Linked DNA regions of Hordeum vulgare: region 1 is linked to region 2. The links are chromatin contacts, called in public Hi-C maps. All regions are on one chromosome and are shown on one strand. The core of a region is the stretch at or near the end of the contact, and the rest is flanking DNA. Distances in the headings are between cores, read along the strand shown. Region 1 holds the start of LOC123444560 (vacuole membrane protein KMS1). Region 2 has its middle 48 kb from the start of LOC123440327.

The links. Hi-C and Micro-C count contacts between places; a contact is called where the count stands out from the background.
Region 1: a contact with region 2 is called in a Hi-C map of leaf, with 3 times the contacts expected there. The contact joins the promoter of LOC123444560 here to the enhancer-like site in region 2. A contact is called at or near these places in 2 of 6 Hi-C or Micro-C datasets (both in leaf).

The regions. Positions count from the first base shown.
Region 1 is chr3H:509,421,487-509,427,530 of MorexV3_pseudomolecules_assembly, forward strand. LOC123444560 (vacuole membrane protein KMS1) reads left to right here and starts at 1,705. Exons shown (of 8, transcript XM_045121328.1): 1 at 1,705-2,073; 2 at 3,314-3,525; 3 at 3,646-3,724; 4 at 4,542-4,844; 5 at 5,542-5,699; 6 at 5,966-6,044. The coding sequence starts at 2,001.
Region 2 is chr3H:509,313,282-509,318,917 of MorexV3_pseudomolecules_assembly, forward strand. No RefSeq gene overlaps it. Among protein-coding and RNA genes, the nearest start is that of LOC123440327, 48 kb to the right of the region's middle. Within about 2 kb of position 2,695, at least 3 of the 3 cell types and tissues checked have open chromatin away from gene starts, as enhancers often do. A contact at or near this core is called in leaf, where this site is marked.

The DNA of each region.
Region 1 (6,044 bases), core at 455-2,954, 110 kb after region 2:
TACGGAATAGAATGGTCCATTGTCTCTTGCAAATTATATTTGTCCAAATCACCAAGATTGTTGTCATGAAGAACATTACCATCATTCTCATCATCATCGTGCTCATCATTAGCCTCTACCAATGGTTCATGTTCAATGTTGACCTCTTCGTTGGCCTCATCGACACAAGAAATAGGTTCAATGTTGGCCTCTTCGTTGATGGGTGCAGGAATAGCTTCAACAATCGAAGAGGCAACCCGGTTCAAATCCAACAAGTTAGGAACATTTGTTTTGATGGCAAATAACTCTAGAGCCTTATCTAGTGATTCGGCCACCGTATCCTTGTATGCAAGCCAACGTTGCTCGGAGTTGACACACATGGTCTTCCAACAAATGTGCATTCCGAATCCCACATTATGCCTACCATCAAACTCAACTACATCACTAGGGTCCATCCAATTCAAATCCTTTCGGACTTGTTCCAACAATTCACCATAGCTAGGACACAAATCGAACACCATGTCAAGCTCATCCGGGTCCGGATCAATACTGCCTTTTAAAAAGGCATCCTTGTCCACGTGATGAACATAAACACATGTTCTTCCCATCCCTAAACAAGAAAACATAGAACTTTTTTATAAGCAATCATACAACTACAATATCTACTTACTAACTTCCAAACATCCATAACCCTAACACCATCATAAAACTAACACAACCAAACATCCCTAACCCTAGCCTAACCATAGCCTAACCCTAGCCTAACCCTAAAACAACCATAATGCAAACATCCAAACAACCCTAATCATAACACCATCATACCCCTTATCATAACATACAAACAAATACAACAATATCATATACATTCCACATTTCATGAAAAACTAGGGTTTCCTCAAATTTGCAAAAAAAGACCACAAGATATTTTTCTTTGGATGAGAATGAGGGGAGAGGTGGAGATTACCTTAGGGGAGTGATTGGACAACAAATGCCCGCTCCAAACCTTCAGATTTGGTGAAGGATTTGAAGAGGGGCCCGTGGCTGGGAGAGGGGGCTGGGGGAGGGGAATGAGGAGGGGGTGGGGAGGGGGGCTGGCCCGTGCCTGTTTAAGTCAATGTGTGGCGCCTAAGCGTTCGGCGCCACACATTACAATGTGTGACGCGTGAGGCTTAGGCGTCACACGGCTTTCTGCCAGGTGGTCGGGGGGGTATGTGGCGCCGAACGGCTAGGCGTCACACAGTGTAGTGTGACGCCTAAGTGTCGGGCGCCACACAAAAGGGTCAGCCGAGTGACATATTTTTTCCGAAGGGTCATTATTCAGTGAGTTCTTTCACCCTAGGGGCCACGCTTGCGAAAACAACGCGTGGGCTGGCCACCTTTGCGAAAAATCGACCCAACATGGGAGATCGGGATAAAGAGCATCTTCCCTGTATTCTACTACTACTATTCCGGAGCCGCCATTTCCCCAGCAGTGCGCCATGCCTTGGAACGCCTTGCAAGCAACGACAAGCAGCAAGGGCTCCCCCCACGTACACGCACAACCACCTCCCGTGCACGTCTCCCGTCTCCCGTCTCCCGGCGCGCGACCCGCCGCACCGCCCCACTCGCCGAGAACCGCCACTGACGCCCGGGCCCGCCAGACGAGACAAACCAACGGGCCCAGCGCGCAGCGCCAGTTTTTTTTTTCCCAGCTAAACGGCGAGTCCAGATTTCGCAGCGCAGCACCCGTCCCGCAGCAACGGAAACAACGGCCCTGGGGCTGGGGGAGAGAACCGGCCGGAGAAATATAAAAAAAAGAGACAGGCCGCGCGACGGGAGCCACCACGCCATTACTTCGGCGCCCCGCCCCGCCCTCCTCCAACCGCCACCTCCCTCCGCGATCTCGCCGCGCGATCTCCGACCGCCCAGCCGCCCACCGAGCCCCCGCGGGAGGAGCCTCGAGCCGTCGCCCCGGGCGTCCCATGGTGGGGCCGGCACATCGGGGCCGCGAGATCTAGGGTTTTCGCGCCGCGGCGGGAGCGATGGGGCGCCGGAAGGCCACGGCGGCGGGGCCGGCCCGGGGCTCTTCGAGGGCCGGGGACGGCGTAATCTCCGGTGAGATCCGCGCCTTCGTTTTTTTTTATCCGCGTGTCGCGGTGCCAATGCGTTGTCCGTCTTCTGGATCGAAGCTAGCTGCCGCCGGCCGTAATCGTAGCGTGGGTTTGGAATGGGGCTGTGGTTGTCTAGCTGAGCTGGGCTGGGGATGCCCGCGGGGGGCAAGCGCTATAGACGTCAGCTATTTGTCAGTGCTAGCATGGTGATGTCATTTATTAGCATTTGCTCGGATTTAAATGTAGTCACCGTCCTGTGACATGGCGTGTACGCGATACATCAGGTTTTTTTTGCTTTATCAGCGTTTGCGACCGCAGAGTTTCACTATGAGCCTGCACATGTCGCATAGATTCGAGTAGCGATGTAGATGTGTTAAATGAACCCATTCCCATTTATGGTAAGTTAGTATAATCTCATTGGATGCCTGCTTTCTTCGGTATCTGAGGTGAAGCATTAACCTAGGATCGAAACAAATTCAGTGATATAAACCTAGGTGCCAGGTGCCCACCGTCTTGCATTGCTGCTTAGCTACCTGCCTAAGCTCACATAGGTGCTAAGCGTGGGCATGCAGCATCATTTGACTTGTGATTGAACATGGCTGCACTGCAAAATGACTTTGCTTGTTACAACTCAAACCAACGTGTTCATAATTTAACAAACTTTTTGTGGTTTCTTCAGTTCAACAATGTCTAGCAGGGAATGCTGGATATCTAATTTGGTTCTGTATTCCACACCATTAACTTTGTCGAACTTGGCTGCACTGCAAATGGCCTTGCTTGCCACAACTCAAACCAGAGAAAAACTAATCAAGCCCTCCCAATTTACTACTGTATTTGGTTACATGTAGCTACTATTTCATGTTAAAGATCTTTACCATATCTACTGCTCAATTGCAATGCCTGTATCGTTCCTTCTTACATAGCAAATCAACTTGGCAGTTCAAAATCAAGTTAATTCATATGAACCACCCGTTCTTGATAACTGGTCCTGCTAACACAGTCTAGTGGTTGTGCTAATGACTGGCTAGACAAATAATTTTATGTCTGGTTAATGAGAAAACTGCTTGCATTCCATTTATCTCCTTTGTTGACTCAAAACTTGGCATCTTAGTATCTTCTACCTGGTACATGTTGCTTTAGTTAGATCTGTTGTAGTAACACAGCTTTTTACAGTTGGGTATTCTATGTAACCAATTGAAGTTGACATACTGTGTTGTGTAACCTAACTGTTTATTTATTTTCAGAAATCCGTGAGAAACATAAATTGGAACTGGAGAATTTGACACTAACAAAGCACCCATTCAAGACATTGCACTTTTTCATGTTAGCTATGTTGCAATACTTGAAAAGATCAGCAGCATATATCCTGAGTAAAGGTGCTTTGTTTGTTGTCCTAATTGTTTTGGTGGTAATTCCTGGAGTTGCACTTCTGGTTACGGATGGTCTGCACAAAAAGGTGTACTACATTTCTATGGGTGACTCATTACATTTGTTGAGTAGACTGACATACTAAATGTGGATAGTGCATTTTGTAAACCACATGAGTGCTAATGTTTGTTTTCTGGTTTCTATGCAGCACGTGCAGGAGTTCCTTAATTATGCTAGATTTGTGTTGTGGTGGGTTTCATTAGGCGTGGCCTCGTCAATCGGACTAGGCAAGTGTCATTAACTTCTCTGAAGATTATGTAGTCTGATCACGCATTGTAAAGGAAGCGCAAATGAATAGTGTGTTAATATACGTAATATTGTCCCTTTTGGTCCTACAACTAGTTTCCCTTTTATACTTAAACAGTTAAACTATACTGTCTGGTGGCTGAAGCATCTAGTGAACATGAATTAGTTGGCTAGAAATTAATTTGAAAAATTAATGCCTCCTTTATTTTTGTTATATTTTTAGTTATTTCTGTGTTATTACAAAGTAAATATCAGCAGAAAATTATAATGTATTGACCTTGGGAAAATAATTAAAGGTCATACTTAGTGAAAATCTCGAAAGGTTATAATTGGGGAGGAGAGCAAAAACTGCAGCATTGCCAAGTTGTACAGTAGAGTTAGAAGTTGTGGCATTTTAAAGTGTTGGTTTTAAGTTCTTGCAATGACTAGTGTATATTGCGCTCTTTTGCACCCAAAGAAGGATACAGTTACCATATTCATGTTTCTAGCAGAATATGTGGATATTTGGAATTGTCAGATGATTTTGAGACATCATTTAGGCAAACTGTGAGAACAATATTTGGTCATCTTAGAGACTTAGGCATGGTAAAGCCTATACCAAGCTTAGTTAGTATTGTATACTCAATTAGCAGTTGTCTTGTGATGTTGATGATAGGTATCCCTTTATCATATGCCAAGGCACGTAAAACTGAATGCTTGAAGTGTTATAATTGGAAAATAGAACTTTAAAGTTTATTTGTTTGCTTGGAGCAAAGGAGTTCATTTTTGAAAATTGATGGATTAGTATTTGAAATGCAGGTTCAGGTTTGCATACATTTGTGCTGTATCTTGGGCCCCACATTGCTCTCTTCACTATTAAGGCCGTTCAATGCGGTCGTGTCGATTTGAAGACCGCTCCATATGATACCATACTGCTTAAACAGGCGCCATCATGGCTTGACAAGAAGTGTTCGGAATTTGGATCGCCGATGTACCCTTCATCAGATCATTCGGTGATGATCCCAGTCTTTGATCTACTCCCTCAGGTTCAGTTGGAAGCTGTTCTTTGGGGTATCGGGACAGCACTTGGCGAGCTCCCTCCTTATTTTATATCACGAGCCGGTAATTGTGCAGTTCATTTTATTCTGAAGTAATTGTGATATCCTGTTAGATACTTTACAGCTGTACAGTATATATTATATTCAATCTATGTGAAGATAATAATAATATTACTTCTTTCTATATTGTTTCTTAACTGATTTCCCTTGAACACTATCTATAGCATCGACTTTTTATTATACTATGTAACATGCATGCCATCATTATCATATCCATTTAGCTTTTGACTTGTGCCCTTCCGTAGGTACCTAAGTTCAGCAGCTTCATTAATGCAGTGCTGACACATTGTAGTAGTATTTCATGGTTATTGTTTATTTTCCTCCTATAAAAAGATTGAAACTCTTACTAATCTAAGAAAACGGTACTCATTTCATTCTCAGTAATGGGATGTAATACAATTTTTGTGGCCTCCTTGTGGGTAAACAGTACTGGTTTCATTCTCAGTAATTGGATGTAATACAACTTCTGAGACTGTTTGTCACTATAGTCATGTCTTAGGAAACTCTCTTTATTCCTGCGTGTTCTCTTTCCTTGCATGCTGGAGTTGATAATTTCAGGGCTATTGTTATGGTCGAACTCTAGAAATTAATTTGTAGCAAAGCATATCTTGTGCGTTTTTGAAATCTGCAATCTTCATTATCTCAAGGTTCGTCTTTTTTAAGCTATCCATACTGAGCAAATGATCTTTTTCATGTTGCAGCTCGTTTGTCAGGAAGTGAGTTAGAAGCTGTCAAGGAGCTAGATGTTGCTCCTTCGTCAGAAGATGGTCCAATAGCATCCACTGTGAATCGTACAAAACGCTGGCTCCTTTCACACTCACAACATCTCAACTTCTTCACTATCTTGATACTTGCTTCGGTTAGTCTTTATCCTGTCTGACATCCTGTCATGTCATTATCTTTGAGTAATGATTTCTTACACAAAAAGTAGATGCAGAATTTTGCTTTGGCAGTATATCGTTCATGCAGCTCTTGCAGGCTTCGGCTCTATTTTTTCTGTTTGGTGCCAAAAATATGCTATTTGAACATTTTGTATTCCAAAATTAACACATGTAACTAGCTCAAGTACTAACACCCAGTGGATATATAGTGCATCCCATAACTTGTATTCTTCGTGTTTACTAGGTTCCAAACCCGCTGTTTGACCTTGCTGGTATTATGTGCGGTCAATTCGGTATACCCTTCTGGGAGTTCTTCTTTGCAA
Region 2 (5,636 bases), core at 1,445-3,944:
TCAAAAAAAGGCACACTTGTCCTCTCAATCATTAGGAAAGAGACAAGCCGGTTCAAGTCAATTTCAGCCCAGGTAGTTTATCCTTCGTGGCAAACAATTCAATTGAATTGCCATCTGATTTCTCAACTTGTTCCTTGTACACGTCCCAATGCAAGTCAGAGGTGATAGGCATACTTTTCAAGCGAGATTTGACTCCAACTCCAACATCATACCTTCCTACTAACTTAACATCATCATTGAGGTCCATCCACTTTAAGACATGTCTCACTTTTGCAACAAGCACATCATAGCTAGGGCTTGTATAAAAAACAATGGCTTCCTCATCCCCATCAGCATTGTTAGTCAAAAAAAATTGTCCTTGTCCATATAATGAACATTAACAAGTCTCCCCATCTAAAATCAACAATAATGAATTAAGCACATCGATGATAATTTTGGGTTGCTTAAAATAAATCCATTATGCCCACATCATATCAACACTAAATTATTAAACGAAATTTACAACACATCATATACTAACATATTCAACAAAATGCCCCAAAGCCCAAAATAATATACCAACATATTGAACAAACCTATATAATCTAAGAACTACAAAGAAATCCCTAAAACTAAGAAATAATCTACTTATCTAACATCACCCATTCTTCACAAATACTCTGAAAATAAGATGTTAAAAAATGAAGGGATTGGGGAGATTACCTCAAGGATGATTGGGGTGCTTGGATCCACACACTTTAATGGAGGAGGGAGTAGATCAGGGAAGCTGAAGTGTGAGTGCGAAAAGGGGGCGAGAGCCAGATGCGTTGTGGGCTAGAGAGGAACAAAGATGCACCGGGTGGGGCAGGCCCGCGCGGCTGGTTGACTTAACTGGGCCAGACACCAGGGTGTGTGGCGTTTGGGCCTGGCGACCAGGCGCCAGGGTGCCTCGTGTCTGGTCATTTGCCACATCATCACGGCAACAACAATGGAGGAACGAGCGGGCCCGACCCAAAATCCAGGGTACCTCGCGTCTCCGGTGCAACCCAAATGCGAAGGATGCTGGCGTCAGTCAAGACGTTAGATTTGATTTTTTTTTTGAATGTGAGGTCAGATTTGTATTTTATCATGCTTTTAGGTTAGAACCAAAAAAAATGTCCACTTTTTGGTGCTCGCTAGGGTTAGCAGCGAACGAGGGGATATGTCAGGAAGAGAGATGAGCGCACGAGCGGTACAACGTACCGATTTGCGGGAAAGGGAGCGGAGAAACACTTGTCGATTTCAGGGTGTCGCGGTGAAACGTTTGCTTTTGTGGTGGTAATTCAACTGTAAATTGGCTCAACTTTTGTCTTCATTTTCATGAAGTTGGGCTTTTCCGTCTTCTTCTTTTTACACCGGGGTAGGGCTTAGCTTCTCGAATTTAGTTGAGTTCATGAAATTGAGAGGTGGATAGGATCCAAACAAGCCCTAAAAGCATGCTTTTATCCATGGATTATCCCACATTATGATGGAATGTTGAGTAAGGAATAGGAAAACAAAAGCACATGTGTCTTTGTGTCCTGCTACTTACTACTCCTACTTGGGTATCAATGTGTGTGGGGGGGCAACAGTGAGTAAGGAAAAAGGCAGTGCTGAGGGGTTCCCTATTGGGACCTCCTATATGGCGCTGCAAGAGCCGGTTTGTCCTCCTGGCGCGTGCAGCGCCCCGCATTGGGCCGGCCCATCAAACAGCTTGGCGCCCGTGCAGGCCCCGAAAAAGTTCATTAATTTTTGGAAAATAAAGTACACCAATTATGCAAAAACAATTCTTCAAATGGGAAAAATGTTGATAGATTTTAAATATACTAATTATCAAATTTGGAAAAAAATTATCACATTTGATAAAGGTTCATTATTTTTTATAAAAAGTTCAGTAGTTTTAAAAAACGTTCATCAAATTTGAAAAAAAAAAATTTAATCGACTTTCAAAAAAGTTCAACGAATTTGAAAACATTTCATCAAAATTTTGAAAAAATCGTAGAAGGTCATCAAATTTTTAAAAAAGGTAATTTTTTTCAAAAAAAGTTCAATGAATTTGAATAAAGTTCACCGATTTTTTTTTTAAAAAAACATCAAATTAGAAAAAATCCCTGAATTAAAAAAGAGTTCATTAATTTTGAAAAACAAATCATAGAATTTTGGAAAAGTTCATCAAATGTGAAAGAAGTTCATAATTGTTTTAAAAAAACTTCATGGAATTAAAAAAAATCATCGAATTTGAGAAAAAAGTTCATCAAATTTTTAAAAACTTTCATTCGGTTTGAAAAAGTTTGGTGAATTTTAAAAGAATATTCCCAAACTTTAAAAAAATCATCAACCCATGAAGAAAAACTAAAACAGAAAACAGAAGAAAAAAACGAAAACCAAAGAAAGAAATAAGAAAAGAGCAAAAGAGAATTAGTCATCATATCTGGTTTAGTGACGTGGTGGTTAGTGTGTGTTAACCCGAGATGTTGGTCGAGAGTTCGATTCTCCACGGCGCCTAGTCCTTTTTCTGTACTCGGAACAGAAATAAACAATGCTGAGATATGACCCAGCCTAGTACGGGTCGCTGCAGGCGCCGGTTAGCAGAATTGCCCGACGCCTGTGGCGCCAAATAGGAATTATATTCCCTATTTGTGGCGCGTTACAACATAGCCAGACATTTGCACAATGAGTGCTTGGGGATGGAATCGCCCATGTGCATCCAATGCAGTGTGGCGTTGTTTAGGCCTGCCTCTTTATTATCACTTTCTTACGAACATTATAGAATGTTTGATATTTTTTTTCGGCGTTGCTCTTTCATTTTTATTGGTCTGTGTTTCGTACTGTTTGTTTTATCTTTTTTTCCTCTCTTTTTAAATTCATAAATTTGAAGAATGTCTCATTTTTAGTAATGGTTCAGATTTTCAAAAGGTGTTTGGGTACATTCAAAAATTGTTCATATTTTTAGTTTTTTTACAATTTTTTACAAGTTCGAAATTCAAAATTATTCACAAATTTCAGAAATTCAAATTTTGAAAGATTGTTCATGTCTTTTTTTAAAACAAGCTATTTGTTTTTGCACAATTTCATAAAATGTTGGGTATTTGAAAAAAATACATTTACAAAAAATATTTGGGTTTTCAAAATGGTTTGTGTTTTCACATTATTTTCCAAAATTTGTTCATGTTTTCCAAATTTTGTTCAAAATTTCAAATCTTGTTTAGAATTTAGAATTTTGTTGAAATTTTTGAAAAATGCCACATGTTAAAAAAATGGAATTTCCAAATTTGTTTATAACTTATAAAACCATTTAGAATTTTTTATTTTTTTTAAAAAACACAGTTTTAAAGAAATTTCAGTGAATCATTTTTTTAATTTTAAAAATATAAAGTTGTTCCTGCTGATAGCTCATTTGTTTTTTTATCAAAATTTTTACCCAATTGCACACAAAGACAGAGTTCTAGTTTTAAAAATTGACTCAGAAGGAAAATCTGTCCCAAAAAACGAATTTAGCATTCTAAAATTTTCGAATTTGACTTAACTATAAATATAATATTTCTGTAATAGGATATTTGAATTTTAGAAGCTGTGCTGTCCAAGGGCCCGACAGGCAATCATGGTCTGCCTATCTAGTTCGTTTTGTCGATCAGAATTATGGTGAACTCGGCTACGGGGAGCGCACATTATCCCATGTCATTTTTTCCAAGAAGAAAACAGCACAGGAGATCAGCAACTAATAAATACAGTAGCTGCTGATTTGTATCTCTTGCTGTTCTGGCTGCCACATGGTTCGTAACAGAGGTGTATCCACAGTCAACAGAGCTCGTGAGAGTGAGATCGCGTATGCACGCACACGCACACGCACACACACACACACAAAGGTGGGCTGTCACGGAGAGGTGACCCGCCAGATTTTTTTACCACGTGCAAATCGCAAACGAATGAACATGAAACGTATGAATTCAATTTAATATCGTCACTGTACACACACGATCAACTACAAGCCCCGAACCAAGAAACGAAATTGCACCCGGAACGCCCATGAACCCACAACAACAAATCCCACAAAAGAACAGCATGCGCGTCGCGCACGCACGGCGGCGCCACCGGGCGCCACAGCGCACGCACGCCTAGCAGAAGATGTAGACGAAAGCGGCGGCGGCGACCGACACGGCCGCGAAGGCCGGGGCGGCGCCGGTGGCGCCGGAGGTGGGCGCCGCGGCGGGCGCGTCGGCCGCAGAGGCCGTGCCGACCAGAGACGAGGCGACGACGACGGCGACGGCGGCCGCGGCGAGGATCTTGGCCTTCAACTGCCCTGCCATCTTGGTGGCCTGGCTTCTTGCTTGCTTGAGGAGAGGAGGGCGAGGAAGGAGGTTCGCTCTGTTGCTGCTCAGTGCTGATTGACGCCGGCGTTTGTTGCTTCGACGGGGGAGCGGGGGAGGTGCTTTTATACAGCTGCGATTAGGCCGGCCTGCCTAATATAAGCTGGCGAACGGGAGGACGGCCGGCTGTCGTGTGGCTGGCTCGGGTTCATCGCGCGTGCGTGAGTGATTTCCGGCGCCGGTACGTGGGGTGGGGGAGGTTGGTGCGGGGCCCGTCGCTGCGCTGGAGCGGCGAATTATTCGCGCGGCAGCCGGCAATGGCACATGGTGGGTGCCGTGGCAACGACTCTCCCGTGCTGCTGTGCTGGACTCCGCCGCGCGCGGCGGTACAAACTTTCACATCATCTTAAAATTGCATGAACTTCTTTTTTTTTTCACACAGATCGCATTTCAAGGTATTTTATTCTGAATTTTTGCATACATATACATTTCATATTTGTGTACTTGCATATTCTTTCTTAGATTCTTTTAAAACCGAAAAGTCTGAATTTTTTATTTTTCAAGAATAAAGAAATCCATGGACCCCGAGCTCCAAAAAGCCCTACTCTATTTACGGATGCTTTTATTGTTCGCTCTAGAAGATTTCAGGGTAGTAAAATCCAACTCTCGATTGATAAGTAGTAACTTTGTAAAAAATATATGGGTTACAAATAAGGGAAACGATCTTGATCAGCCGATGGATTCACCGCGAGTCGTTCGCCGCCTCTGATCCGTATAGGCCCGTGCACCACACTACTCCTTTCTTCCTTATCTGAACAGAGTCATTCATTTCTTATCTGATAAGGATACTCTTTTCTCTCCCATCTCTCTCTGTCGTCTCTCCATTTGATCATGGGTGGCCAGCGACGCACTCATGGAGAAGGCACCTGCACTTAGCGAAGTGTCGTAGCTCGCGAGGCCATCGCCCACCACCACCACGACCGTCGGCCGCCGCAGGGCTGTTGGATGCATTGAAGTGCCCGAGCTTGGCACAACCCCACTAAGCTCCTCCATGCAGTCCCCAATCATCACCGGCTGCCTCCATGATGCAATTGTGATGACCGAATGGCAAACTACGACGGCGAATGACGACAGTGCTGTTGAAACATGCGTCACAACGACGGACGTGTTTCTGCAGCATAATCTACATTGCAAAAAAATTCTCAACATCATTTATGTTGCAAAAATTTCTTCTGTAACATCACCTATGTTACAAAAAATGAAGATGAAAAATATGTAACATGACCTGCGTTGCAATAGTTTTCTGCAACATGAGTTCTATTGCAAAGCTTT